Regions from separate parts of the Mus musculus genome. Here all the other regions are linked to region 6. A link is a contact called in public ChIA-PET, HiChIP or PLAC-seq, Micro-C and promoter capture Hi-C data. All regions are on one chromosome and are shown on one strand. The core of a region is the stretch at or near the end of the contact, and the rest is flanking DNA. Distances in the headings are between cores, read along the strand shown.

What was found. Promoter capture Hi-C pulls out the DNA fragments that hold promoters and counts their contacts. A called contact is a pair of places that touch in the nucleus more often than the background predicts. ChIA-PET counts read pairs in DNA pulled down with a chosen protein or histone mark. HiChIP or PLAC-seq counts read pairs in DNA pulled down with a chosen protein or histone mark.
Region 1: an RNA polymerase II ChIA-PET map of effector CD8 T cells shows a contact between it and region 6, with 14 read pairs. The contact joins the enhancer-like site here to the promoter of Stim2 in region 6. A contact is called at or near these places in 2 of 39 promoter capture datasets (the HPC-7 cell line and neural stem cells), 1 of 484 Hi-C or Micro-C datasets (CD4 T cells) and 5 of 115 datasets of contacts at active chromatin or transcription factors (CD8 T cells, bone marrow-derived macrophages, effector CD8 T cells and 2 more).
Region 2: an H3K4me3 HiChIP or PLAC-seq map of embryonic limb bud shows a contact between it and region 6, with 4 times the contacts expected there. The contact joins the enhancer-like site here to the promoter of Stim2 in region 6. A contact is called at or near these places in 12 of 39 promoter capture datasets (the 3T3-L1 cell line, the C10 cell line, cranial neural crest and 5 more), 1 of 15 datasets of contacts at CTCF or cohesin (embryonic stem cells), 2 of 484 Hi-C or Micro-C datasets (embryonic fibroblasts and forebrain), 13 of 115 datasets of contacts at active chromatin or transcription factors (the NIH/3T3 cell line, bone marrow-derived macrophages, embryonic forebrain and 3 more) and 1 of 9 other capture datasets (embryonic stem cells).
Region 3: a contact with region 6 is called in an H3K4me3 HiChIP or PLAC-seq map of pro-B cells, with 2.5 times the contacts expected there. The contact joins the enhancer-like site here to the promoter of Stim2 in region 6. A contact is called at or near these places in 7 of 39 promoter capture datasets (the 3T3-L1 cell line, the C10 cell line, cranial neural crest and 3 more), 3 of 484 Hi-C or Micro-C datasets (Sertoli cells, cardiomyocytes and forebrain), 6 of 115 datasets of contacts at active chromatin or transcription factors (bone marrow-derived macrophages, embryonic stem cells, pro-B cells and 1 more) and 1 of 9 other capture datasets (embryonic stem cells).
Region 4: a contact with region 6 is called in a promoter capture Hi-C map of embryonic stem cells, with 5 times the contacts expected there. The contact joins the enhancer-like site here to the promoter of Stim2 in region 6. A contact is called at or near these places in 13 of 39 promoter capture datasets (the 3T3-L1 cell line, the C10 cell line, the HPC-7 cell line and 6 more), 1 of 15 datasets of contacts at CTCF or cohesin (pro-B cells), 10 of 484 Hi-C or Micro-C datasets (the C2C12 cell line, Th1 cells, cerebellum and 3 more), 23 of 115 datasets of contacts at active chromatin or transcription factors (CD8 T cells, the NIH/3T3 cell line, acute myeloid leukemia and 13 more) and 1 of 9 other capture datasets (embryonic stem cells).
Region 5: an H3K4me3 HiChIP or PLAC-seq map of bone marrow-derived macrophages shows a contact between it and region 6, with 4 times the contacts expected there. The contact joins the enhancer-like site here to the promoter of Stim2 in region 6. A contact is called at or near these places in 2 of 39 promoter capture datasets (cranial neural crest and hippocampal neurons), 1 of 484 Hi-C or Micro-C datasets (muscle stem cells), 8 of 115 datasets of contacts at active chromatin or transcription factors (bone marrow-derived dendritic cells, bone marrow-derived macrophages, embryonic forebrain and 5 more) and 1 of 9 other capture datasets (embryonic stem cells).
Region 7: a Micro-C map of embryonic stem cells shows a contact between it and region 6, with 7 times the contacts expected there. The contact joins the promoter of Sel1l3 here to the promoter of Stim2 in region 6. A contact is called at or near these places in 4 of 39 promoter capture datasets (the C10 cell line, embryonic stem cells, liver and 1 more), 4 of 484 Hi-C or Micro-C datasets (all in embryonic stem cells) and 6 of 115 datasets of contacts at active chromatin or transcription factors (embryonic stem cells, large pre-B cells, pancreatic cancer cells and 1 more).

The regions. Positions count from the first base shown.
Region 1 is chr5:53,400,917-53,404,768 of GRCm38.p6, forward strand. No RefSeq gene overlaps it. Among named protein-coding and RNA genes, the nearest start is that of Gm40303, 140 kb to the left of the region's middle. Within about 2 kb of position 1,970, at least 109 of the 459 cell types and tissues checked have an H3K27ac peak or open chromatin away from gene starts, as enhancers often do. A contact at or near this core is called in CD8 T cells, the HPC-7 cell line, bone marrow-derived macrophages and 3 more, where this site is marked.
Region 2 is chr5:53,319,002-53,322,840 of GRCm38.p6, forward strand. No RefSeq gene overlaps it. Among named protein-coding and RNA genes, the nearest start is that of Gm40303, 54 kb to the left of the region's middle. Within about 2 kb of position 1,475, at least 8 of the 459 cell types and tissues checked have an H3K27ac peak or open chromatin away from gene starts, as enhancers often do. A contact at or near this core is called in embryonic limb bud, where this site is marked.
Region 3 is chr5:53,280,645-53,284,659 of GRCm38.p6, forward strand. No RefSeq gene overlaps it. Among named protein-coding and RNA genes, the nearest start is that of Gm40303, 16 kb to the left of the region's middle. Within about 2 kb of position 2,242, at least 15 of the 459 cell types and tissues checked have an H3K27ac peak or open chromatin away from gene starts, as enhancers often do. A contact at or near this core is called in pro-B cells, where this site is marked.
Region 4 is chr5:53,353,390-53,357,483 of GRCm38.p6, forward strand. No RefSeq gene overlaps it. Among named protein-coding and RNA genes, the nearest start is that of Gm40303, 88 kb to the left of the region's middle. Within about 2 kb of position 1,867, at least 46 of the 459 cell types and tissues checked have an H3K27ac peak or open chromatin away from gene starts, as enhancers often do. A contact at or near this core is called in CD8 T cells, bone marrow-derived macrophages, cerebral cortex and 4 more, where this site is marked.
Region 5 is chr5:53,374,935-53,378,645 of GRCm38.p6, forward strand. No RefSeq gene overlaps it. Among named protein-coding and RNA genes, the nearest start is that of Gm40303, 110 kb to the left of the region's middle. Within about 2 kb of position 2,192, at least 104 of the 459 cell types and tissues checked have an H3K27ac peak or open chromatin away from gene starts, as enhancers often do. A contact at or near this core is called in bone marrow-derived macrophages, microglia and muscle stem cells, where this site is marked.
Region 6 is chr5:53,996,382-54,000,630 of GRCm38.p6, forward strand. It overlaps Stim2 (stromal interaction molecule 2), which reads left to right and starts at 2,142. Exons shown (of 12, transcript NM_001081103.2): 1 at 2,142-2,653. The coding sequence starts at 2,503. Gm30601 (a long non-coding RNA gene) reads left to right here. Exons shown (of 2, transcript XR_376962.2): 2 at 21-232.
Region 7 is chr5:53,212,086-53,216,258 of GRCm38.p6, forward strand. Sel1l3 (sel-1 suppressor of lin-12-like 3 (C. elegans)) reads right to left here and starts at 1,367. Exons shown (of 24, transcript NM_172710.3): 1 at 1,045-1,367. The coding sequence starts at 1,221.

The sequences.
Region 1 (3,852 bases), core at 720-3,219, 600 kb before region 6:
GGATGTGGGAGGAGAGATCACGGCTCCTGGGGGGTGTCATTTTATAGGAAGAACGTGGGTATCAGGGTCAGAGACGCCGGGTGTAAATATGGGTGGGTCACTTACGATTTGAGTAAGTGTTCAGAGTTAAAGGTTTCTGTCTGTAACACAAAGACTATTTAGTTCTGAGGGTTATGTCTTAAGGAGAGGCACAGTAGAACTCATGATTTCTTGCCATAGGTGGCCTTCTTAGGATTATAGGAAAATTTCAGCTCTCTGTCTTTCTGCTTGTTCCTCCGGGGCAACCCTCAAGTCACCTCAGAAACAAGCCTTGTTTCTATGGAGATTTGTGTAAGGTAAACAGATCTGAAAAGGGGAAGCCCAGACACCCATCCCAACACCCACTCACACCCAGCCCGCTGCCTCAGCAGAAATGTTTCCAAAGAAATGCTTTTCAAAGCTTTCGGGAAGGCCCCCAAATGCTTTCAAAGTTTCTCCTGTATCTCCATTGTCCTACTCTTGAAGTGAGCAATGATTAAAAACAGATAATAATGAACTTCACGTAAGAATGGATCAAAAGTGGAGTCACACAGGTCTCCAGTGTCTAATATAATTAGGCTGATACACTGTTGAGACCAAATGATGGCTTTTCTCTTTCTTTTCCTTTCCTGCATGTGCACATTTATTTGAAGAACTTTGAATACGTAGAAGAGGACAAGAGACCTACTCGGTGTCAGTGTTCATCCAAACAGCTTACTCTATTCTGAAACTCAGGTTTCCCTCTTTTGCTTCCTTGCACCCCATAACATCATTACTTGTAGATATCAAAGAAGAGCTGTGTCTTTGAACGTACACAGAAGTCAAGGCACATAGATCACACTAACTTCACATAACGAGGAGCAGTAATCCCCCTGTCCCTTTCCACTGAATAATACCTTCTTTGGTAAATCCTTTAGAAGTACAAACATGCATCCAATCAACTCCCTTTGAAAACATGCCCCAAATAAATTAGCTGCCTTAGAAACCTATTAACCCAAGCAGCTATTAGGTAATAGACATTTCTAAATTAAACTTAACTTTAGATCTCTCTTCTAGAGATCTTTAAATCTCTAAAGACTTTAGAGCTCTTCAGTGATCATCGATTTATGGGGATGTTAATATTCACTTAAAAGACTAATAACAGAATGGTTTCCTTCTTTCCCTGTCAAACACAAGGGCCGATTTTTGATGAGTGAAAATCACCTCCTATCTTAGCCATAACATCCCCAAGGTGCGACACCTGAAATGACACAGCAGAGACATAAATCACAGAAATAGAAACTCATGAAATGACAGCTGACAGTGGTAGACACTCTTGCTGTTGCTCACACCACATAAGAGAGAGAAAGGGCATCTAATAAGCCTCCATTTGTTTCCCTATGAGTCAGTGATGCAAGCCTTGAGTTTCTCACAGGCCCCATCGAAAAATCTAGAAGCAGAAAGCTTCAGTATTAGATTCACACAGTGGGAAGAAGACTAACAAAAGATTTTTTCTCAAAAAGAAGTCATCTAGATGTCCCTGAGCAGACCAGTTAATGTTACCATCCTCGAGGTGAACACAGAGTCTTAGCTAGAGGATAACAGACAGGGTCCTAGAGTTAACAGAGGAAACGCCCGGGTGCATGACCATAACTATCTTTAGCTACATCCATCCGGGTTAGAGAGAAAGCCTAGGCCACTGATAACAAACATCTCTATTTCCATCTGCTAACATCAGACCCAGAACAGAGAGGCAAGGGGAAACCCAGAGTCTTTCCCTTTGTCTACAAATGTATCTGCTAGATGCATTGCTCGAAGCCTCGAGTAGCCACAAAACCATAGAACCTGCCAAGCCTTGGAGCTGGAAAATTCTAGAAGAGGAAGCTGCTGTTAAAGGGAGTAAAATGACTCGCTTTACCACACTACCCTTCACCGCGTGTGACTTGAATGGAAATAGTCTTTTTCTGACATAAATGAAATCAAACCGAATGAGTGTGCTATGTGTCAGCAGATGCTGCGCCCCATGCAGCTAGCTCATTGCCTAACAGAGGAAATGTGGATTCGTAGAACTAGCTTCCTACTTTGAACACTATTTTTCCTGTAATTGGGTAAGGCCGGGGGCAAACTCTGGTCAGAGCCTGCAGAGATAAAGGGAAGCTGTGCAAACACAGACACATCAACTGCAGGCCCAGTGAAGACTTCCAGAACATGTACCACTGCAGGATGATATTAAGCATGGCCAGCATGGGAGAGGCAGTTTAGACATACAGAACAAGCTTAAGACACATACAACCTTTTCCTTCAGGAACAATCGAAACAACTCTAAGAGATCATCAAAGATCAAGGACAGGACTGAGATGTTCAGGCCTCAAAGCAATTGCCTTGCAAACCTGAGAACCCAAGTTTGATATGTAAAACTCATGTAAAATACATAAATGAACACCACACACACACACACACACACCCCAAATGCAATACTGATCATGATCCCCCCCCCAAAAAAATACTTGTGAAATCATTGGGTATTGGAAAAGTCAAGGGCAGCTTGGCTCATCTGAGAGTCAGTAGGAACTTGGAAGTTTGGGTTGGGGCAACAGGTAGAAGAGAGATGTCCTGGGAATGTCTAAACAGGGACAAAGTTTCTGAGGTGGAAACTAGTGTGCCCCTGAGGAGGCTGGTAGAGAGAGAGTGCCCCGAAAACAGGGTTTGAAGACATATTGGAAAATAGCATTGGATCTGGATCTGTAGGGGATATTACAGCTGAAGTAACCAACCAGAGACAGGGTTCTAGATACAGTTCCTTGGAAACGCCCCTCTCTCTGGGTGTTTGAGATAAATGACAGGTGGGCATCAGCCAGAATCATCCAAGTGTCATGGATTCGCCTTCATATCATGATGGTCCCCAACCTCTGGGCCAGATACTGGTTAAAATGAGCACTGAAGTGACAGCGTCTTCTTTATACCACCACTCCCAAATAGAGAAACTACTACTGTTTTAAAACCCCTTTCTACATCAAAGGTCCTAATTCAGTGTCAAATCTACTAAATATTGATAAAGCTTTGAAAATTCCTTCTCTTTTAACCTTACGCCAACCACCACCACCCTCTCTGCATCGTCCCTCCCTTACCTGTTAACTCTGACTACTGGTCCTTAGATGTCATCCACCTAGCTTGTCACTTGTTGGGTTGGAGCTTGCTGGCTAGGCTAAGCTGGCTGGTTAGTGATGCTCAGGGGGATCCTCCTGCCTCAGCCTTCCTGTGTTGTGACCCCAGCATGTATCACAGCATGTACCACCACACTTGGCCCGTGAACTCTAGAAATGGAACTCAGGTCTCTGCACTTACACTTTGGCAACTGAGCTAATTAGCACTTAAACTTAGCAACTCCTTCTGGGGAAGCCCTGCGGGTGACTTGCTACTATTTCCTCAAACTCTACATGAGAGAAGGGTGTGAGAAGAGGTAAATGGAAGTGCCAAGGGATGGAGGATGGAGTCATCTTCAGTAGGAGACTTATTTCATGGTTAAAGCATGGCTTCCCCAAATGCCTGATCTATACAAATGCTATTTATAATAGTCCTGATTCTAAACTTGGATTCATAGTGAAGTTTGAAGCAAACAGAGCAAAATTCCAGACTGAAGAAAAATTACATCTGGGAAAACCATTTTAAACTAAGACAAACCAAGAAAGAGGAGAGATCGATGCTGAGTCCTTCGTGGGATACCACTCCAACTCTAGACAGGAGAGCTGTCAGGGCCATGGCTTGTGGTAGAAAGATGTGGCTGAATCGGAAGGCTCAGTCTCGTGTAGGGACAACATTAAGGGATGAGAAGGGGGCGGGGGATTGGGTGGAATG
Region 2 (3,839 bases), core at 225-2,724, 680 kb before region 6:
CTGTGGAGATTGATACCAAGGCTGCTACTGGCTCCTCAGAAGCTGACCAATGACCCCAAAGGCCACCTCTTGAGAAGTGTCCCTGGCCGCTAAGCCGGTGTGACCTATTCTATTGTCCCTTTCAGTGACTGCTTCGGGTTAAGTGCCCTTCCAGAAATCAAGCTGAAATTTACCCACCACTATCGTAGCACTGAAGAGATCCTTGAAGTGGTTGGTGATCAGGCTACGAGGGCTCTGCAGTTGTGAACCGATTCAGTTTGTTTTTGAGAGAGAGTGGGCTCCTGAACAAAAGATGGGTTTGGACCCTTTTCCTCTCTGTGTCTCTTAGATGGTCACTTATGTTTCTCCAGTACCAAGGCAGTGCCTGGCACATTGCAGGCTCTTCAGAGTGGTGGCTTCTTAGTGACATGACTGCAGCAGAAGAGTAGGCTATTGGCAACAAAAGAAGCTCCCTGCCGACAATAGGAAACTGGGGTCATTCGGTGCTTCACTGTCTTCCCAGTGACTGACAGAAAACAAAGTAAACACTGATGCCTGTCTATTCAGAGAATGGAAGAGGAAAGAGATGCAAGACAGACAGTCACCAGAGAGGTCAAGAAGGCTGCAGTTAAACCCAAGCTAGGGGATGCTATAAACCTGGGGAAGGAAGAAGAGTCTTATGACCCAGGAGGCTGTGGGAGCTGCTGGGGCCAGAAGATGGGAGCAGAGGCCATGAGCCAGACTCACTCGGAAAGCCAGGGACTCAGCTGATGAACAAGGCTAGCATCAAGGAGGGCAGGGGTGGCAGACAGATCACTTCGGACTGTGAATTAGTCAGTTGCCAGGTGAAAGGGACACGTTTTCTTCCAGGCCGTATGCATCGGAGATTTCACTAATGAATGATCTTCAAGTGTGGCATGGTGAGAACTATTGAATTTAACTCTTTTCCCTTCGAACCCTCCAGCATCACCAATGATCCTAGGCTCCACAAAGGCCAAGGGGAGCCTTGAAATAACTTCTTCTCAGGCAATTAAACCACATCCAATTTTGTAGGTTGAAGAATTTCAGGGGATCCTATTACCACCATCTTTGGGCCCGGAGGCCAACCTTTTCTCATAAAAGCTAACTGTCTTGTAAGAGAAGCTGCCATATGGGTGATAAAGCAGATGTGTTCTCTACCTGTTCTGGACTCTTTGAGCTGCTCATTGGTTGCTAAGTAGCTTCAGCCTGTCTCTTTGGGGAGGGTGGGGGGATGGAGATTTCAAGGATCTTCGCAGAAGCTCTGTGCCCCGGGCATCATACCCCACCCCCACCTCTGTGGCAGGAGCCAGGTTCTTTTATACAGGTCAGTACCTTTTATTCCATTTCAAAAGTCTAAGTCTGAAAAATCAAAACACCTCAGGAGATGTGAGGCAGCTGGTTTAGATTAATACATAAGTACAAATGACTGAGTGCAGACCTTTTGTCCCTGCAAGGCAGAACTTTAAAAGCAAGGAGAGGTGGGGGCTGGCGTGGGGAAACAGAAAACACTGCTCAGCCCAGCCCCAGCTCTTTCCTTACTGCCCGGTGGGTCTTGGAACAAGTTCATTAGCAAACAGCGAAAGCAAGCTGCAGTAGCCAGCTCTGGCTGGTCACAGCTTCCTGGGTGGCCTTGTCTCACCCCCAATTAATGTAGCCTTTCCTTCCCACATCATGGTCCCTTCTGTACCTGACTTTCACTTTCTATGGGCATCTTTGGTGGGTGGGTGTGTGGGGGGTAGATGTCCAACTCCCCATTCGCATAGTACTATGGTATGGATATTATATGTCTCCAAAAGGCTCCTCCTGTGCTCGAAGCTTGGTCCCCAGGGTGTTGACATGCAAATGCTTTGAGAGGTGAGATCTAGGAGACGGTGACAATTAGACATTGGGGGTTCCATCTCTGCCAGGTTTTGAAGATACCAAGGAATCTTTGCTGAGATACCCTTGCTAAGTTGTGCAGAGCCTCCAGCCACCGTGAGGAGGAGGCAAATAAGCCTTTTTACCTTTTAAGTTACAAGCCTCAGGCTTTACGCTAAAGCAATACAAAGTGGTCTATGGTGCAGGGTAAAAGCTATCATTTACTTCTTTAGTCACTCTCCCTTCTCTTCCCCTGCCTCTAAAGATCCCAGAGAGTGAGAGCCTAGAGGGTAGGGACCAATCCTGTGTTCCGCAGGTCACAGTGAGGGGATCAGCAAGTTTCTCTTGGATTACTTCTATTAAAGGAAATCTTCCAACTCTTGGAAGCAAACGAGCCTAGGACTGAGTGACTTGCGGTCCTTCCGAATGGATGAATTACAGCTGTTCATCCTTACAGGGGTCCTCAGGGGTGGTCCTACACATGCTTTCTGAATGTTCTTTCAATGTCTTTAGGAGAGTTTCCCCACTCCTTGCAGAAGAAAGCCAGATACTGAGTATGCTGTGTTAGCACACAGCTTTCCATCCTGCATAAATGCCAATGGCCGGATTCCCTTGCTAGCAGGGAAAGCCTAGGGTTGTGTTGCTGTCACGTATGATACACTGAGAACCAGTTTTGTGCCTACGCCAGCAAGCTAATTTTAACATTTCTTTCCTTCCTTCCTTTCTTTTTTTTTTTTTTGCATAAACATCTAAAATATTATTTAAATAAGCTTCGCCTTCAACCTAGTTTCCCTGTTATTTTCAATGAGATCAATAACACATTGACATGCATCCACTTTATACGTTGTAAAAGCCGTGTCTTTCAGCTCCTTGGAAACTGTGTTTTGATATCTCACAGGAATTGTGAAGTGCCTAAATAATAGTAGCCCCCACTGTGTTTTCTTAAGACCTGGACCCCACGCTGACATTTTCTATGCCATCTCTCTAGTCCTCACTGGGGCTTGTGAAGGGGATCTTTATTTCATTAGCGAGCTCTGTGGCTCAGAAGAGTCCAGCAATGTGCCCAGGCTGGGCACAGAACTTTACTCTCTCTGGTCCCCAGGATAGCCCCAGAGCACGGAACCCATGATCCTGCATTTTTAGAAAATCAAGGCTTATTTACCTGGTAAATGGCTCAGTCAGGTCTGGGAACCCGACATTCACCTACTTCTATTTCATCAACCAGGTGACCTCTGAGAAGTCCGCGGTTCCTGGCACAGTAGAGACACCGTTGTTGGGAGTCAAGAGATGCGGGAGTAGGCTGAGACTCTTAGATAGCTCCATGGCAACGTATGCATCTCCTCCTTGATCCATAGAACATGGAGACTACTGCCTAAGAACGTAGCTGCTGGTCCCTAAAACATCAGGGACCGGAAATGAGGGATGAACCAGAAATGAATTGAGGATAGTCAGTGACCATTGCTGTGGTGTGTGTTGTGATTTTGGGAAGAGGAAGTCTATTGGGGAGAGTATGGGGAAAAGGTTTGCTGTTGATGTTGTTGTTGTTGTTGTTTTGAGGCAGGGTCTCATAGAGCCCAGGTTGATCTTAAATTTGCCAGGTAGCAAGGATGGCTTTGAACTCATTTTCCTGCCACCGCCCCCCCCCCCCCATCTCTCTGGTTCTGGAATTACAGATGTGGAACGCCACATCTGGCTTCAAAAATGCCTTTTTCAAAGAGAAGGAAAAAAAAGGAAAGAAAAGAAAAAGATTGCATGGTGATGTCTGTACAGAACCGAGGAGCAAGCCCAATCCAGTGCAGCGCCCTCTACAGACCCCTGTGGGACACAGGCCCCCTCTAGGAATGAGCAGAGCAGACTGGTGTTTCTGACGGTTCTGCTCAGCACTTCTGTCCGTAGTGTTTCAATCCATCGCAAAGGGCTACAGACAGGTGCTTAAACAATGGAAACCGATTTTCTCACAGTGCTCAAAGTGAAAACGTAAG
Region 3 (4,015 bases), core at 992-3,491, 720 kb before region 6:
ACATAAAGTAGTTTCTGGGAAAACAGTTTAGTGGGTAAGATCACTTTATGTAAGCACGAAGACCTGAGTTCAAATCCCCAGCAACCACATAAAAAGCTGACATGGCCACAAGCACCTGAAACCCCAGCACTGAGGGGAAGAGACAGAAAAACCACCGAGGATCGCTGACTGCCGGTCAAGCTCCAGGTTCAACGAGAGACCCTGTCTCAGACATTCGGTGGCAAGGAGAGAGCAGGGCAGCTGGCCCCCGAATGGCTTCCATCCATACTGACATGTACCCACATATCTTTCGTATACATGCACCACATATAAGTACTTGTGAATATCTGTCCCAACAGAAGACCTTTGCATTCTCACGTTTCTCTGCCTTGGGTCTCTTTTATTATTATCTCTGCATTCGCACGAGGGCATGGAAGCAGAAATGTTTTCAAGGGAGGTTTTGAGTTCTTGCTCCTCAGTCAAACCTTTCGAGGACTGTGTAGTGGAATCTCATCTGTTGCCCTGGCTGGTTAGTTGTCCTGGACCTGTTTTGCTGTGTTGGAAGAGGTTGTAACAGGAGGGGAGGAACTGAAAGCATACTTGCTGTTACTGGGATAAAGAAAGCTCCATCCAGCCATTCAAATGCCCAACGGTACCTCCTGTGGGTACATTTGTAAGCCCACAGCCAGAAATAGCAATACCGCTGAGCAGTTGCAAATTTCAGCCTGGGAACACTGAAGTGTGTAACAGGACCATTCCCTTTGGCTGATAAGAAGCTCAGACACTGGGGCTCTGCTCTTCAAGAACTGCCTATGGATACTGGGGAGAGGGCTCAGGTTAAGGGAACCAATAGTTTGATTCCCAGCACCACACACTCACGACCCTCTAAATCCAGTCCAGGGTATCTCATGCCCTCTGAGAGCACCAGTCATGAATGTGGTGAACACCCATGTGATATGTGCTCACACAGAAATAAAACTTTAAAAGAAGTGCCTGTGAATGTGCGGCATGTCCATGGTCACTATGGTGACCTCATCCCCTTCTCACGCCATTTTCTTCTCACTTTAGTTTTGGTCTTAGACTGTATGTTAGAGCCTTCATTCAAGATGAGGCATGGCATACATGATATGTATTCAACTGAAAACTCATTTATAGTTAATAGAGATGAAGTAAAATCATACAGATTAATATATTAAAAATACCTTTTTAAAAAACCTTATACTTTTTTACAGTGCTAAAAAACTAGTCTTGAGAAGTACCTAGAATTCTGACTTGTGGCAAGGGATGGAGCTATGGTGTGGACGGAGCTCTGGACGACAATGGTGGCCTTGTTTTAGATACAGCAGTGTTTGGGGATCATTACATTATGGGCTTTACGAGTCTGGTGCACCACTGCATTCTCCCACCTGTCAGCTCGATGCACAGTGGGCACTCCATCGATACTGAGAGATGGTTACCTGGAAGAATGGAGTGGTAGTAAGGACATGGGGTGCCCACCTTTAAATGCCAGGCAGATTTTTTTTTTTCATTTGATTTAGTAGGAGGCATGAAGAAACTTAAGCAGGAAGTTTCCTGAAGACTTCAAAACAAAGCCAGGCTGCTCTCTCTAGAGCAGCCCTAATCATAGATCGTGGTTAGCAGTGTTGTTGGGCTGTTCTTTCCTACCCAGAATGATCAACAGACATGAGAGAAAGATACAAAAGCATTTAGAGTCACTTGACGAAGACGCTGGCTGGCATCTTGCGTCATGGATCTGTTTTATTTCTACTGCAGCTAGTTTCATTACATTTTGCAAAGGTCCCCAGGAGAACGTGAGTTAGAAATAAGACAAGGAGCTAGGGCCGTCGTTCACTTGTCAGTCAGAGTGCTTGCTTGACATACTTGAGGCCCTGTGTTCAATTCCCCGTACTACGAAAGGGTGGGTGTGCTAGCCCACATCTGCATCCAGCCCACATCTGCATCCAGCACACATCTGCATCCAGCCCACATCTGCAATTCCAGCGCAAGAGGATCAGAAGCTCAAGGTCTTGCCTGTTATATAGCAAGTGTGTGGTAGCCCCTGAGTCATGAGATGTATGGGTGGGGCAGGGAAGATAAAGAGGAAGGGAAAGAGGAAAAGGAAAGAAGAGAGAGAGGAAGAAAGAAATGCAAAAGCAGGTGCTCTGGGTTTCAGTCCCAGGAGTCCCAGAAACGCTGTTTGCACAGGAGGGAGGTTCCTCTCCCTGGGCCTGCTGTAGTAGGTAGCATCCCCAGAAACTCTAATGGAAATCCCTTGTTTGCTGTTGTAGTCCTCGCCTGCCAAGAGCAGTGTGGCCGAGGCAGGCCTGGGGTGAGCATGCCCTGGTGAGGTAATGGAGGGAACCCTGGTGCATCCTCCTTTGGCTGGTCCCTGCGTCTCTGAATCAGGGATCTGGGCAGCAGGGGTGAAAGCTGGGTCACCCTTCCTGACCTCTCTGCTGATAGGTGGTAGCTGGACCCATCTAACTGGTCTTCCATGGGAGCTATAAGGAGTTGCCCACTTGACATCTTTGATCCAGAGACTTCTCTGTGGGGCTACAGGCGACCACAGTAAGAGCTGAGGACTCACACTGATTGTCTGAAATTTTTCACATTGAGTTTCTTTTTGCTGTTGCTTCTGGGGTTCTCATAAATTGATAAGCACTTTTTAAAAAATCTGTATGATACTAACAAAAAATCTGGAAGCAGTAGAACCATGTAAGTGTGACGGCCCTGTGATACAGTTATTTTAAATTATGTTTGTATTTTCCTAATGTCTTCCTAATGTTTTAGTATGTATTATTTATAATTATGTGCACATATGCTTCTTCTTGTATATGTTGATGTATGTGTGCTTGTGTTGAACAGCATTAAAGATTTTGAAATATGACCAGTCACCAGTTAATTGCTCACTAGCACATCTACTTATTAAATATTTATTGTGTGCCTAGAAAGCAACAAAGCAATAAAAATAATTACACTTAGAGGCCTTAAAGAAGAGTGGCGCTGGCTAAGCTGGACCGTCACAGATGTTCGCAGCTGTCTTTCCTACCATCTATCCTGTCTTTCCTGGTACTATCTATTCCACCCTCTTCCCTTTTCCCCTTGTGTCCCTGCTATGGATGGAGCTGGCCTTATCCCATGCTGCAGGGGGAAGACAGTCCCCGCTGCCCGTTCAGAACACGGGACCGTCTTCCAGGATTCAATTCAAGATGCGTATGTGATCATCTTGCCAGCCTATTACCTTGTGTAGTCAAATGAATAGTCAGGAGGGTCTCTCGTTCATTGAGTTTGGAGCTTCTGGAAGCCATGTTGGCATACTGAAGCAACTAAGGTCAGAGTCCACTCCGCCAGGCTCTGAGGATATAGCTTACCCTCCTGGACTCACTCGGGTCTGGAGCAAACCGGCTAACGATGAATAAATAAAATCAGTTTTTAAAATCCCCTTTTGTATCAATTTAGACTTGATTATTTTTTCACTTTCCCATACCCTCTTTGGGGTTGTACACAGGCCCTGAACATGTTTAGCAAGTGCTCTACTGAGCTGTATCCCCTGCACCCCACCTCTAGTCCACTTTCACTGTTGAGACGGGAGCTTGCTAAATGGCCCAATCTGGATTTAAATTTGCTCTGTAGCCCAGACAGGTCTTCACAGACAGAACACAGATCTGTACAGAGATGCCAGGTAGCTTTTGCCACTGTAGCAATAGCACAGCGATCTAGACACGTGTCTTCATTTTATATTTTTACTTTAAGCTTTGTCCTGTAATGAATTTCTGTCATCCCCCTTTCTAAAAGGTACCAGAGACCATTTACTCTTCTCTTGATGGCTTGGTGGGTAGACTGATTGGGTCCCCTTCCTGGTCCTTCTTTAGAGGGGCCATTGTTGCTGGTGACATCTTTGGCTTTCCTGGTTTTGTTTTGTGTGTGTGTGTGTGTGTGTGTGTGTGTGTGTGTGTGTGTGTATCTCAGCCTAAGGAGCAGGCTTTTGCTCCCTCCCTGGTTTGTAGCCTCTGGTTCACAGTGAGACTGGAGAGAG
Region 4 (4,094 bases), core at 617-3,116, 640 kb before region 6:
TGTGTCTCCATCTCCGTCTCCCTCCCCCCCCTCCCCCCCCCCCCCCCCCCGTGTGTGTGTGTGTGTGTGTGTGTGTGTGTGTGTGTGTGTGTGTGTGTGTGTGAGAGAGAGAGAGAGAGTTTAAGTGCCATTATACTTCTACTTACATGGGTTCTAAGGACCAGAGTTTAAGCAATAGTCTGATGTCTGCTAGAGAAGCCCAAAATGGGCTGAGTGGTGGAAATGGCTCACAACAGCGTAGCAAGCTGGACACAGCCAATAGTGGTCCAAAAGCGTGAAGGGATATTTTCAGAAATAAACCATTATAAATTTTTTTGTTTCTTTGTTTTTTGTTTGTTCGTTTTTTTTTTTTTGTTGTTTTTTTGGGGGGGTTTGGTTGGGTTTTTTTTTGTTTGTTTGTTTTGTTTTTTTGTTTTTTGTTTTTTGATTTTTGGCTTTTGGTTTTTCTGTATAGCCCTGGCTGTCCTGGAATTCACTTTGTAGACCAGGCTGGCCTTGAACTCAGAAATCCACCTGCCTCTGCCTCCCGAGTGCTAGAATTAAAGGCATGCGCCACCACGCCCGGCTTCCATTATAAGTTTTAAGTTGCTTGCCGTTCGAGTAGTTCTGGGTAGTACATTTAGAATCTCACAGCATCTGAACCACCTCTCGGGCATGAATTGGCCTGGAGGCAGGGTCTGCCCCTCCTGTTAGCTGACTCCATTTTCAGATTGATAGGCGCATTGTCATAGTGCCAAGGTCCCCGCAACTCTCACTTTCCTTGACCTCATCCTCAGAGAACAAGAGCGGATTGTAGTGGGTTGGGCTGTGCCAAGGAGAAGCCACGCAGGGCTTCTTCTAAGTAGAGAGACGGTAGACATTTTGAGAGAGAGCCCACACTCACAAAATGTTTATTAGGTTATATTATTATAATTGTCTTACTTATTATGAGTTGATTTGTTAATTCTTTCTGGGCATAACAATACTTTATTATTATTAATTTTAGAGTCAGGATTTCCGGTACCTCAGGTGGCCTCAAACTCACTGTGCAGCAGAAGATGACCTTGAACTTCTGACCCTCCCACCTCTAGCTCCTGAGCGATTACAAGCATATGTTGGTACACTGGGTCTTAGGCCATGCTGGAGATGAGCCCAGGGCTAGGTGGAGTTTACCAACTGAGCTAGCCCCAGCTATCTCAGCCTACTTTATAAGCCAAAGCTTATTCATGCTAGGCAAGAGCACTGTCTGGAAGCAGGTGTACCTTAGGGCCCAGATGATCTGCAAGTGTGCACCGCTCCCCCCCCCCCTTCCCCCCATAATGTTCAAGGTTCAAGGAACTTTTTGCTCTCAGGCAAGGGGTGCCACGGCACCAAGTGGCCAGAGCTGATAGGCTCTGGAGCATCAGTCCCTGCCTTCCTGAGGCCACAGAGGCACCCTGTGTGCCAAACTCCACTCTTGATGGGAGCTGCCGGTTGGGGACAAAAAGACAGATTAAATGAAGACCCAAGGAATATGAACCAAAAGAAGGAAGACAAGTTTAATAGATTCCACTCCTCCCCCCCCCCATCTCCGGCACCCCACTAATATTGATCAAGTCAGCAAGTGCAATATCCTGTCTCTGCTCTTTGCTTTTACTCTCAGGAGATAGAGTCTCACTAAGTTGTTAAGACCATCCTCGACCTCCAAATCCTCCTGTCTAGGCTGGGCTTACAGGCCTGCTCCACAGCCACCAGCCTGGCTGACCTGGGTGATTTTAATGGGAATGATCTCAATGAAAAAGTTTACCCCCATGGTGAGTGCAGACAGAGGCTTTGGAACAGGCTGGGCGGCTCGGGAATGAGGAGCAGCTGCCAGCATCTCCCAGGAGGGGGCAGCAACGCCACATGCAAACAGGACCATGACTTCTCTAGGAGGGAGGGTCCCAGAAGAGGAGGGTGGAGCTGGGGAAGTCCTGTCTGTGGCCTCAGCACCTCTCACTCGACCTGCTAGCATCCTTTCTCACCGGCCAGAGTGTATCCCTCCGGAGGACTGCAGGAATTCAGTTTATTACTGTCCCTATGGTCCCCAAAGCTCCAGGGAAGTTGGCTGGGTTGATAGAGGCACAAAGGATCCATGGGAGTCTTTTGCTTGGTTAATCTGGCCTCTTCTGAGCAGTTAAATGCTGAGCAGGTGGTTAAACCTTGGTTGTTTGAGAACCTCCCCCGCCCCCCCCCCCCAACAAAGGGTCCTTCTCCTCTGGAAGCCACCATGCAGTGGGTTATTTGATTTCAGGATGGGCGTGAACTGAGTTCCGAGGAGAAGGAGGAGGAGAAGGAGGAGGAGGAGGAGGAGGAGGAGGAGGAGGAGGAAGAGGAGGAGGAGGAGGAGGAGAAGGAGAAGAAGAAGAAGAAGAAGAAGAAGAAGAAGAAGAAGAAGAAGAAGAAGAAGAAGAAGAAGAAGAAGAAGAAGAAGAAAAGAGCCACACCTATGTTAAAGAGTCCACTGGGCTGATGAACTGATTAAAATGTAACGATTACGAAGAGTTGGAATGCTGTCGATCCAGGCTCCTCTTTGGTTATCTTTGGTCTGCTTAATAGCCTCTTATCATTCCTATCTTTAGTAACATCCTTCCTGTGATCAGGTAAATCCTGCTGGAATACAGGAACCAGAGCTTAACCTTCACCCACCTCCAAACCAAGAATGCTACCAGACAGTGCCTGAGTCCCTAATCCTGTCCTTAGCTATAAAGTTCTCCAAACTGTCTCCACCTTGGGATGCATTATTCTGGGACAAGGGGAACCTGTGTTCCCAGTCCATGGTCACTCGTATTTGAATCATATAAGAATCAATTATCTTCTTCCCTTTGGAGTGGGAGGAACATTTCGTATAGACAGCTGACTCCATTTTCAGATTGATAGGCGCATTGTCATAGTGCCAAGGTCCTCGCAACTCTCACTTTCCTTGACCTCATCCTCAGAGAACAAGAGCGGATTGTAGTGGGTTGGGCTGTGCCAAGGAGAAGCCACGCAGGGCTTCTTCTAAGTAGAGAGACGGTAGACATTTTGAGAGAGAGCCCACACTCACAAAATGTTTATTAGGTTATATTATTATAATTGTCTTACTTTATTATGAGTTGATTTGTTAATTCTTTCTGGGCATAAACAATACTTTATTATTATTATTATTAATTTTAGTGTAAGGTGTGTGTGTGTGTGTGCCTGTGGTGTTTGTATGGTGTGTGTATGTGTGTGTATGTGTATGGTGTTTGTGTGAGGTGTGTGTGAGGTGTGTGTGTGTGTGTGTGTGTGTGTGTGTGTGTGTGTTGGGTAGGGTAATTTGGCTACAGAGGAAGATGGAATAGAGCACTGAGCTCTAGATGAGCATGAAGCAGTCCTGTGAGGGGATCTTGAACATGTGCTTAGTTGAAGGAAGAACGAGGAGTCTGTTGGTCCACCCCGTGAGCATTTCCTTAGGGCCTACTGGGCACGTTTCTTCCTCCCTGTGAGAGGCCAAAGTCCCTTAGAAGGAGACACTCCATCATTCTGAAGTGGAAAGACTGGGTCGGAGAATGTGTAGGCCGCAGAGGGAGAGGATGAGTGGTGAGGACAGGTCTCACTGGTGTGAGATGAGAAAGGCCTTCCTGAGATGGGAGAGCTAGTGGGGGCATGGCTGCTATTTCTGTGTTGCACGGGTTACAAATCTCTTCTTGGCCTGGAAGCCTTCAAGTCGGGGAGATGTCTCATGAGCCAGCCGTCCTCTCTTGGTGACTCAGCCTCCACTGGGCTCTAAAACTCTTCTGTGTATGTGCACTGGCTTTGCCGGCTGAAAAATCTACCTCTTAAATTGGTTCAAAGGTTGCCTTGTCTTACAACAGCAAGCCTGTGGTGGGCCTAGGATCTATTTTCGGGGAGAAGCCACACGCCAGTGGATTACTTCCAGGCTGACCCCTTCGGCTCCAGGTCTGTGCTGACAGCTTCCTGGGTTCCCCTGGAGCCGTTTGTGAAAGACTTCTAGATACCCATCTGCCTTTAGGGAAGAATGACTGGAGAGCCACGGGGTGGGGGTGGGGGCAAGGGAGAGGCCAACCCATCCCCTGTGCACAGGCTCTCAAATTGGTTGCAGGGAGAATTCCAAG
Region 5 (3,711 bases), core at 942-3,441, 620 kb before region 6:
AAAGAAGAATGAATGGGAGGAAGAGACAGAAGAGAAGGGAATAACAGGAGATTCTGGCAGATATTTTGAGTTACACAAGTCAAGCCATTGAAAGAGGGGACAAGAGGACAAATGAATGAACAGGGCATGGGATAGCACGGAGACCATGAGTCCTCCAGCGCTGCACAGGTAAGCAAGAGTGAGCAGCCGATAGAGGCTAAGCAGGTGTTTAAGGCCTTGGCAGAGAGCCAGCACTGACCACAGGAAGTCTTCCCTGGAGTGTGAGGGAGGACAAAAAAGAGGCCCCTTTATAGTCCAACAGGGATGGAGGAATAAGTTAAATGACACCACGGGACATTCTATATGACATCTAGACTGATTTTAAACACAAGCATCAGCGAAGGAGGAACACGTGGATCCCAAGAGCTTGCTGACTGGAAAAGGTCAGCTTCCGGTCCAGAGAGAGACCCTATTTCCAGGAAAACAGCAGAGAGTGATACAGAGGGACACTTGATGTCCTGCGCTGGCATTGGCGTTTGCATGGGACCCACATTCACACAGGCATGCGCATTCACTACACACATAGACGATACGTATGCATGTGCTCACACACACACACACAGAGTCAATTTACTTTACATAAAAATAAGTTAAGAGGCTGAATGGCAAAAATACTTTTGATTGGATCCATACAAACATTGTATCTAACTGTGCAGCCGTTAAGGGAAACAAACTCATGAAGAGAGGCATGAAAAGAAGTCCTCAAAGAACGACCCTGCCTGGCCTTTTGAAGGTGTAATAAGGCAGCCAGCATGGCTAGGCTGGAGGAGATGAAAAAAACTGGGGGAAGGTAGAAAGCTCAGATCTTGAAAACCCCTCTAAGGACTTTGGGCTTGACCACTTTTAGCATGTTGAGTTTGGAATAGCTATTTGATGGGTGTGGAGATGCTGAGCAGGAAGCAGGCTCTGCAAGCCTGCGATTCAGGGGACGAGCTAGGAAAAGTCATAAAAATTTGAAAGTTTCACCACATTAGATGATCTCAAAGCCATTAGACTGGGTGAGATCATCAAGGGAATGAGCAGAAAGAAAAGGCCCAAAGGGTGAGAGCCAGGCCACTCTGCGGCAAGAGGTCAGGAGAAGAGGGAACAGCCGAGGTAACTGTGAAGGGCTGGCTAGGATGAAGGAGGGGGTGTCCACCTCCCACTGGAAGTGTATGTATCTTGTTCTTGACTTCCTTTGACAAAATGGGGTCCACTGAGACAGGGGCATTGATGAGGCTCCAGACCAGCAAGTACCCACGGGTAGAAATAACTGCTCTTGAGCTTGGTAGTGACTGAACCAGCCTGGATGGAGTGAGTGTGGGAGAGATTCTGAAGGGGCTGACTGAGTACAGTGAGAAGATACGTTTGGACAGGAGAAGAGACCTGGGAACAATGCCCGGAGGGAACTGGGATAAGGAGAAGCTCTGGCTTTTTCAATTGCTTTCCTTTTCTTTTCTTTTCTTTTCTTTTCTTTTCTTTTCTTTTCTTTTCTTTCCTTTTCAAAGATTTATTTTACTTATATGAATACACTGTAGCTGTCTTCAGACACACCAGAAGAGGGCACAGGATCCTATTACAGATGGTTGTAAGCCACCATGTGGTTGCTGGGAATTGAACTCAGGACCTCTGGAAGAGCAGTCAGTGCTCTTAACCACTGAGCCATCTCTCCAGCCCTCAATGTATTTCTGTTTTGCTTTGATCCTAGAGCTAAGACAGCCAGTGTAACTGGAGATGGGCTTGATGGGGGGATGAAGGAATGAGCGAATGAGTGAGTTAATGAGTAAAGGTTCAGGGTCAAGTAGGGGCTCTCTTTTCCATGGGGGAGATCTGAGAAAGTTTATATAGCAAAAGAGAAGTTCAGGAGAAGATAACGCCCTCGGGGAAGGATAGAAATACCTCAAAGGGCCCTCTCCGTTCTACTCTCCTGTTGACACCAGTATCTGGCCCTCCCATCAGCCACTTAGCCTGGAGCCCAATTAGGGCAAAGACTCAAATTCTTCCCGCCATGGCCCCATGAAGTCTGGCTTCAGGGCTGCAGCCCATTTGGAAACCGGTCTTCAGTTCATTTGTGTGTTTTTTCAATTTGATTATTAAGTGCCGTTTAACACGGGCAAGGGGAAGGCCTGTTTTCATTCCTCAATTCGCCTTCCTCTCTGGCCTGCATGCCTCCCTAGTGAGTAATGGGGAGGGCTGCTTTTCTGGAACACGAGGGGAAACTTCCAGCAAATTGCAAAAGCATGTCTCTTCCTTGAAAAATCCTTTCACACTTGTTTAGTGCTGGGTTTGTAAAGTTCAGGAAAAGCCTCCGTAAACAGGCTCTGAATGGCCCTGCGTTTCTCTGCTCTCCTGGAGAACTTTCCTTTTTTCTCCTAAGGTGGTCTCTGGCCTGAAGGGATGGTAATGGAAGCAGAAAGAGCAGAGGGTAGTGGTATATCCCTCAGAAGGATAAACACACTTTAGAGCTGTCAGGACAGCAGGCTGGAGGAGCCCAGGAGGGGCCCCATGCCACCATCCCTCAGTCCCCACATGGCTGGGATAGCAAGGAAGACAGAAAGCTAACTAATAAGGTCCAGGAAGAGTATGACATTCTTCATATAGGAGCTTGCAATGCAAGGGGAGGAAATGGGAGACTGGGACAATAATGAATGTCAGAATTGCCTACAAAGGGTTCTGCCTAAAAGTCAGAGGCGGCTTTTAGTCCTCTGGCTTTCTCTGCACCATCTGTATTCCTCTAGCCAGAGAAATGCAGAGTTCTGAAAGAGGATGAGTGAGGAGCTCCACTCCTGCAGAGATACACTCATTCTTCCTTGGGCTGTTGACAGACAAGGTGGCTTTCTAAAAGGTAGGCAGGCAAGGATAGAGGGTGGGGCTCCTGGTAGCCAGTGGAGACCATTGGGGTCACTTCCAGAGCAAACCAGGGGAGGCGCTGTAAGAGCTCTGTGGGCAGTGCTCTAGTAACAGGCCTTCCTGTCAGTTACTGATCTAATCTCTGTTACTGTGACCAATTGGTCCCAGTCCATGAAAGGCTGCCTCTGCAGTGCATCTGTTACTGGTCCTCTTGGTCCACCACTGACATAGCAGGAAAAGTGGCCCCACCCACCTAATTCCCATTTCTCTGTCTTCTTTTTGAGTGTCCTACGCATTTTCTTTCTCATCCATACCAAACAAACAAACAAAAAAAAACAAACAAACAAACAAAAATGCTCAAGAAGAAATTGGGCATGGTTGTGCATGCCAGTAATCCCAGCACTTGGGATGTGGAGCTAGAGGGATCAGGAATTCAAAACCAACCTCTATGTAGCAAGTTCAAGGTCAGTCAGGACTACATGAAACCCACAGTCAAAACAACATCAAGAACAGGAACAGGAACTAAGAAAAGGCAGGTTGTGCTGTTGGGACAAAGACCTGAAATGGGCCAGGAGACTGAAGATGGGGGAGGGGGGCAGGGATATCAGGAAAGGGACAACAGAGTGTCTCCTCCAGCCCTGGGAATTCTCTGAAGTCCTGTGTGCCTTCTTCATACAACATAGCACTCAGGGAGGATAGCCATCAGATCTTGGTCCAGCCATGCCCCCATGGTGCTCAATAATCTAACAAAGGCTATGTGTATGACAGGAGAGCAAGGACCTTTAATCTGCTGGAGCCCAGGGCATCTGCCAGCCATCGGAGAACCAACTGTCTCCTTTTCCC
Region 6 (4,249 bases), core at 892-3,391:
TGCTCTTGCCTGTTCCCTAGGCCTATGCTATGATGCACCGGAACAATGTGCCCCTGAGTAACAGTGTGCACCACGGCTGCGCAGCCAGAAACATCGGTACCCATAAAACAGATCTATAAAATAGAGGGTTTATTCTAGCCCGTGTCTATCTGAGAGAGGCCGCTATGGTGAATGCTGGTTCCTTACCTGTGGTCCCACTAGAGAGAAATAAACATTTATGATTCCAAATCCATTATCGGGTCTCAGTGTGCCCTGTGTTTGAAAGAAATCGTATGCCATCTTTGTTTAAAGAAGCTCGGGCCCAGTGGATTGCTAGTTTTTCCTGGTTTTATATTGTTATTGCTGTAACATAGTTTGTACTACCCACGTTAGGAACTAATTCCGAGTCAGAACCGTGTAAGAATCTATAAGGTAATAGACAAAAATTGTATCTCCTGTCCAAGATGGTAAAGTTCCCTAGGAAAGGACTGTTAGCAATTTTAGAGCTTCAAGTTCTGACTTATTTGACATTTCCAAGTGTTTCTTAGTCTGCTGAATATAATACCCCACCGTATAATACTTTGCTCGGCGTATATGAGATGTTCAGTAAATACTGATGAATTAAATGATGCCTCCTGTAGAGTAGGAAAGGAACTTATTTACTTCCTGGTTATCCGGTGCCTAGCAGTTCTGTCTACTCAGCAAACACAAGGCTTCACTGCCTTTCAGCAAGCAAAATAGAAACTTACTGTTGCCCGGTAAGGAACGGCCCCACCCTCCAACATAATGCCCCTAAGAAGTATGTCAAGAAATAATTGTGGTTGATTAGCCTTGTTATTATTCCTGATTCTTTTCTGCAGTGTGCATCTTCCTCTTCCACTACCCGACATTCTTTTGGTCAAGCTTCCTAAGGAATTGTTATGTATTTGACTTCTTGACTTCTGGAACAAACTGATCTAAACTGCAAGCCAACAACAAAATCCAACAGTAGTCAGACCTATGTTCTTAACAATCCTAGCTTCGAGTTCTTAAATATGTGTGTGTGTTCAACACCTCCTTTTACATTTCAAAGGTTTTCTGAAGAAATGCTTTGATATGGGTCTCTGAGGTATGTAGCTTGCCTCTGAGTGCCATTTACCTGGGTCACATCCTGAGGACTCCTACCACAATTGAAACAAAATAAAAAAACAGCCAACAACAATAACAACAACATAGTCCCATTGCAATGGTAGCATCTACTTGAAGAAATAGATTCCGGTTCTTTTCCCCTTTTAGATCAATTGGATCTGGAGCAGAATTGCAAGAGCATCCACAAAACTGCTTCATTGCAGATAAGCAAAATGGTCAAGTCTATGTTGTAGTTGGGGCAACCTGTTCAGCTGGCAGTCTATAGAAGTGGTGGTTTGGCAGATGAGTGGCAGTGACTGCCTTCAGTGTCAGCATGGAAAATAGTAAGAAGCTAGAGCACATTATTCGAACATTTCCATTCAGTAGTTGATAAATCGGGCCATGTCCATTTATTAGCTATGGGCCGGTGGGTTGGTTAAGCTATTTTAACATTTCAGCGCTTGGGTTTCGTCACATGTAAAATGGCGATGAGATTGAGTTACACTATGCCACTGTAAATTGCTTAGAGAAATTCCTAGCACTCTGGCACAAGGTATGCGCTTTGCCAAATGTTTGTCAAGTAAATACAAAGCTAGGCTGGGTTTCCCTCCGCTTCTACAAAGCTGGCAACCGGTAACCCCCACCAACATCCAAGTTAGGGGAGGCCGCTGTTTCCCACTGCAAGGTTTTTTTTGACCCACGGGGTTAAAGCACTCAGAGGATCTGCGACGTCGATACGCTTTATCCAGGTCTCCAGGCTGCCCATCATCAGATCACGGCGTGGGCGAGACTCACTCCTTCCTCCCGCTCAGCTTCTCTGGCTCCTGAAGCACAGCCTGGGCGGCTGTCCCACGCCCCGCCTATCGGTCTGGGAACGCCCCTAGGGGCGGGGCCCACGACCACGCACGCGCAGTGCCGCGGCGTTGCGCCTGCGCCGTGGCGGGGCTGAGGGAGGCGGGGGATTGGTATGAGAGCGAGTGTGTGAGGGGAGGGAGGTGGCCCGGCCGAGCGTGGTACTACGGCGGGCGCGGGCCGGAGGGGGCGGGGGGATGCGCCGCGGCGGCGGCGCGGGCGCTGGGCTGGGGCTTGGCCGCGCCAGAGCAGCGGATCCCGGTGTCGCCGCGGCAGCTGCGCGGGTGTCGCGCTGGGTCGGAAGACGCCGTACCACTGCGCTCCCCCACTTTTTTTTTTTTTTTTTTTTTTAAATAACCGGAACCAATGAACGCGGCGGCGAGCCGAGCTTCGCGGGCCGCCGGTGAAGGGAGCGGGTCAGCACCCGGCGGGAGTCCGCTTCCGAGGCGGCCGGGCCCCGGGCAGCTGGCGGTGAGCGAGTGGCCGGCGGCTCCTGTGAGCGCTCCTCCCGCCGTGGCACCGGGCCGGGCCTCGGGCCGCCCTCTCCGGCGGCGCTGGGCAGCAATGCTGCTCTTCGGGTTGTTGGTGGCCGGCGTGGCGGACGGATGCGATCTGGTGCCCCGGCACCTCCGCGGGCGGCGCGCGTCGGGATCGGCCGGAGCGGCGGCGTCTCCTTCGGCTGCGGCTGCGGGCGAGCGCCAGGCGCTGCTGACAGGTGAGGCCCGTGCGGGCGACGGGCAGGCTTGGCGGGACTCCCGGCAGGACCCCATCCCCCGAGAGGGCGCCTAGCGGTTGCCTTGGCGCCGGTCGTCGCACTTCGGACGCCTTCCTAGTCCACCGACTGGCGCCTCTACTGTGCTTTCTTCGCCCTTAGTGGGCTCCTGCGAGCTTCCCAGCTGAGCAATGCAGTGGTTTCTCTTTCGTGCTGCCGAAGGGACCAGTGGGGTCTGTAGGGGACTGGGCTCATTTCCCCTCTTCCCAAAGCCGCCAAAGAAAGTAGGCGGCGGCAGCAGCAGCAGCAATGCGGTATGGAGTTGGCCCCTGTTGCCTTTGCAAAGGCGGCTGGCAGCTTCTTACCGATCGAGAGCCGGGCTGAGCGCCCTGTCCCAGGGGAAGCTGCTGAAGAGATTCTTTGAGAGCCACAGCACCTAGTGGCACTAGTGGTTCTGTGTTAGTATGAAGAAACGTCAAAGTCTGGTGTGTTTTTGTGGGGGTACGAGGACGCTTTAAGGGATGGAAAGTATATGCTGTTTGAGAGCATCACTGGGTGACAAAGGGTGCAGAAAGCGCAGCAGGTAACCAGAAACACACCTACAATTTACCAAGTGCAGGATATTTGTGACGTGGATTTGGGCAGCATAGTTCTGATGGAGTGCACCAGTACCTTTTTTAAACACAGAACGTTCTAGCACTTACTGAAAACTTGCAAATATGTTTGGTAAGGTTAAGTAGAAAATTGTATGCTTTTACAGCCTTCGTTGTCTTATATAACTGATCTGGTGTGGTTTAAGCAGTGATGTAAAGGTCCTGAAATGATTTCCTGGGGCACAGTGCTGGAGGTAGAGTAACTTATTTTTCTTGCTGCTGTGTTTATTTTTAAGGTAGATCTCTAGGTTTTCTGGAAGAACAGCAGGATTAAAGAGGAATAAGATGATTCACTGTTAATTTAACTGCAGTGGTAGCCCAACAGGCGTCTGGGAGTTACTAACAGCTGCTCAGCAAAGTGTTCAGGAGTCTTTAGATCATAGCAGCTTTCCTCTGAGTTCTGTGACAGGCTATTTCCTGTTGCAGACAGAAGAAGGATGTCGGTAAGCATTGTCAGGCACTTTGAGAGTTGGAGGGTATAGAGCATAATGATTAGCATACTCAAGGTACTCAAAAAACTTACCAGATCCTGGTCAGTTGAACCAGGCAAGTCATCACTGGTTGCCTTGGATAAAGGATTATAGAATGATCTTTAGGGACGTAGTATGTAGGGAGGGATATATTGGGTGGTTTCATGCTCAAATAGTTATTTTCTAACAAAAATATGGCAAGTGTGGAAGGGAACAGTGTTAAACTAGTTAAAACCTACACTAGAGTGTAGGTTGAGGGCTTATTGTCTCCCCTAGGAGTGGAACGTTAGCTTCTAAATGGTATAGTAGTGTGGGTCCCCCCACCTCTTTGGCAGAAATGTTTGATTACATAATGCCTTAACAAATGTGATTGACAGAGAGGCAAGTGATCTAGAACTTTGGTGTTTATTGACTCTTCAAGCAAGTATGTTTTACTGAGAACATCAAGAAATCAGCGCAGATGGACTTCTAATAAG
Region 7 (4,173 bases), core at 117-2,616, 790 kb before region 6:
GACCAGAATCCAAACACCGTCAGTGCACATGAACGGGGTTCTGGACAATGACATTGCTCGTTTTTTAAGCATTCTGTGAATTTCCTATTACATCAGTTTCATGATTCAGCATTTTCCTTTTCATTTATTTACAGTAATATTCGGCGAGATAACCTAAGCTTTCCGCAGGATCCTGGAACATAAGGTAGGCTGGGCAGCAAGGGTGTAGCCTTCTGTAAATTTACTATTGCTCAGAACTCAGGAACAAATGGGAGAGAGCAAGTCAGCCAAAGAACTGGGAAATAGCTCCTCACCTTACTCTGAGGGTCTCATTTTCTCTGGTATTTAAAATAGGTGACTGCCATCTAGTTTGTAAGTCTAACAGAAGGCAAGAAGTGTGCAAATTGCAAACTGTGCATAAGCCAAACGCAGCTCTGAAACGACAGCGTTCAAGACGCAACTAAAGTCACCACTCTGGCGGTAAGCGTGGTACAAAGAAGTAGATTTCATTCTGGCACCCGCAACTTGGCTGGAGTGACCAAGGAGTTGAGAAAGAGCCTCTGGAAATGCGATGTGCGGTGGCACAGAACCGTCTGGACGGAAAGAACCCGATGCAAACTCAAAGGAGGGTCGGGGTGGGGGGTGGGGGCAGGAAAAAGGAGAAGTTGGGCACACGGAGCAAAGGAGCTTCAAGAAGGTGAATGAAAAGCCTAGGACAGGTGGGGACAGGGCTGGGGAGCCACGATCCAAGGGGCGGGAAGCAAATGCAGGGTAGGGAGGGTCCAACGTCGCTGGGGACAAGAAGGGTACTCTAGGGGAACCTAGCCCTGGTCTCCAGCAAGGCGATGAGGAAGAGGAATGACTCCAGCGAGAGTAGCCCGCAAGTCCGGTCCACGCACCCGGGTACTCATCCCAAGGGCTGGGAGCGCCCGGGACGCAGTGGCAAGGAAAAGAGACAAACTCGCGGCGACGTCCCCACCTCCTGCGGTTGGGGTCCCAGGCCACCCCCACCCCGTCCCCAGGGCCCGCGCAGAAGGAAGGACCCTAATAGGGTCCGGCGCTCACCAGGTAGCAGAGAAAGAGCAATGCGCTGGTAGGGCGGCCGCCGAGGCCCGGGGAGACACCGCGGCTCGGGGGGACCATGGCTGCGGCCGGGGGACCGAAAGCGGGCGGCGGGGGCTGCTGCTGCTGCTGCTGCTGTCGCCGCCGTGGCCACCAAAGCCCCGCGCCGCGCCACTGCATGGCGAGGCCGCCCGGATCCCGGCCGGAACAGGTCACCTGGTGCAGGGACCGGCCCCCGCCCGAGGCGCCACCTTCCCTCCCGCCCCCGGCCGGCGGCCCGCCGCGCGCGGGGCCACCTGCCGCTGCCACCGGACCCGCCGCCGCCACCGCCGCCACCGCCGCTCCCGCCGCCGCCCCCGCAGCCCCAACCGAGCGCCGGCTCCTCCCCGCTCGCAGTCCCGTCCCCTCCCTCCCTCGGCCTCCCTGCCCAGCCCGCCTCCCTGGTCGTTCCCTCCGAACCCACGACGTCCACCCCTCCTGGCCGTAGGCGCCCACACAGGTGGGGACCTCGTGGTCCCGCCCCCCACCCCGGCCGCTGTTCGCCCCCGGGTCCGCGGGGCTCTCGGTCGCCCCCCCCATCCCTTTCTCTTGCTTCCTCCTCCGCCCCTTCCGCGCCCTTGCAGTCCGCGATCCCCCCCCCCCACCCCTTCTACTACCCACTTTCTCCGTTTCCTCCACGTCCTTTCTCCCCAACTCCCTCCCTTCTCCATCTCTCTCTCCCGCATCTCTAGCGGGTGCCCACCCTGCTGCTTGCCTCTCATTCCCACTTCGCGCCCCAGCACTAGACAGTGAGGTTTGTTTGGTGGCTTGGGGGTGGAGGGGTAGTGGTGGCCCGGGCGCCATTCCGGCAGGGCGGGGGCCGAGAGTGCTTTCTTGGAGTTGAGCCACGCAGCCGCTTGGCTTCTAATCCTTAGGGATGGATTTTGACCCCTGCTAACCTCCACCTGTCACCTGCAGGGCTTGGGGCTGCTTTCCTGCTTGCAGGTTTAGAGCCCAGGCTGTGCCCCACCCTGCCGCCTGATTGGCGACTCGTTCTGGATGTTTCCCCAGGGTTTTGTGCGGTGTGGCCGCTGCTGCCTCCGCGCTCTTTGTTTTAATTGTCTGGAGTATTGGCGCCCAGAGCGGGTTTGTATTTGATTTGCATCCCTGAGCTCTGGCTTCCACTTGGACGAGGAGAAAATGAATTAATTAGGCCAGTACAATCGTACCCAAGCCCCAAATGAAAGGAGGTGAGGCCCTTGAAGTGCGCAAACAGCTTTTTTTTTTTTTTGAAAATCAGGACACATCCTAGGTTTTGGGGAGGCAAGGTGAGACTGGATGTTAGTAGACCTGGGTTCTGGAGCCACTGGCAGGTGACATGAGACTCGTGGACAGGGCAAGCAACTCGGGCTTGCCCTGTAGTTCCAGGAAGTGCTTGGCTGTCCTGCTGCTGAGAAGACTGCTTGTGAGCCAAGGGCTGGTGTCCTGAGATAGTTAACCCATGTTGAAAAGTTTGTCCCTTTGGCACTGATGTGGATGTGTGTGGATGGGAACTATTAATAGATTGGAAGCCAAGGAACACAACCCTTTCCCTGAGGAGTTGTCACTACTGTGGTCCAAGTAATGCCAGGCGCGGTGGGGGGTGGGAGGTGGGGCGGGGAGGATCGAGGAAAAGCTCAGAGTCAGTTTCTGGACCTGGCTACAGTGGGGCTATCAGCAAAGAGCTGGGACTTTCTTGCTCATTTTTGGTTTCTTAGGTTGCCTATGAGTTCTGGGCCAATCACAGCTAGAAGGCTCTCAGACCTTAGTTTAGTCTGAGGCATCTGGAGAACAAGCACATAGATGGCAGAGTGCCCCTGAATTCTGTCTCAGTCGGTCCTGGATGGTGTCTACCAGAGAAGCCCCCTGGTGAGTGAGTTTCCAAGGTGACAGTACAGAAGCAGGGAGGTCTCACTTTCCAAGCCATGGGCTTACAGGAAGGATGCTGCCTGTCTGGCCAGCTGCAAACACAATAAAGCACTTGGGAAGTTTGACAGATGTTGCCAGGATGCCTGTCCCACTTCCACAGAAACAAAGCACTTAAAATTCTCCTCTGTGATGCAGGGAACTATTTATTCCATTTAGTGTCCAAGGGAACAAAAGATGGGGTGGCTTTGTCCCAGATCCCATCTGTATTTTTTTTTCCATCAAAAGAAAAAATATTCCACAGATTTTTTTTTCCTCCTGATTTTCTTTTTTCTTGTTTTCTTTTTTTCCTTTTTTGAGACAGGGTCATGATTCTATATACCCAAACTGGCCTGAAGCATGAGATCTTCCAGCATCAGCCTCCTAAATGCTGGGATTGCAGGCAAGGACCACCACATTAGGTTGTTAATATGTGTGTGGGAAAATGTGGGCTTATTTAAGAAAAGGGTGTCAGAGGCAAGACAGAATTTGTGGGTGTCCACCTGTCTTCCTGGGCCTTTCTCCAGAGTGTTTTCCTTTCTTGTGGGCCCAGATTACTTCTTTTCTCAGGGAACTGAACGGTCTCCCCTGTGACTTGCAGACGAAGATACCGTTTTCAAAGCTTTGTCAGCTTTCTGCAGCTGCATTTTCTCATGTGTAGTCCATGCAGAGGTGTTCCACTGGATCTGGGCCATACTTAATGCATCCTGTATCCAGATGTGTATTTGCTTGTCTTCTGTAGCACTGGGTACTATCCCACTCTTTAGGAATTCAGAAGTGGGCAGGAATATCCATTTTCATCTGGAGCAATGGGGGCACACTTCAGAAAACTGACCTAGACACTGTTTGGTCCTCTAAAATGACCACTGAGTAACTTTGTTGCCCAGGGAATAAGAATGGGCTTGCCTGATGACTCCTATGTTGGAAAAGGGCAGAGAAAAGTCAGGAATTCTTCATATAGAGACTTTTGGTCTAGAAGACATTTACTGCCCAAGCCTCTGCTCTAGCAGACTGCTTGAAGGGTATGGCTTTATTTCAGAAGAAAGCCTCTTATTTGGAAACAAATCTGTTTTCCCCACTGCCTTGTGGAAGGACTTGAAACTCCATCATCACAATTCATTGGTTTGAATTAAGCTTTTATACTCCACTAAAATCCAAAGGCCCCCAGGAGGAGGCTGTTTGAATCTGGCCTCCCTTGTGCCTACCTTA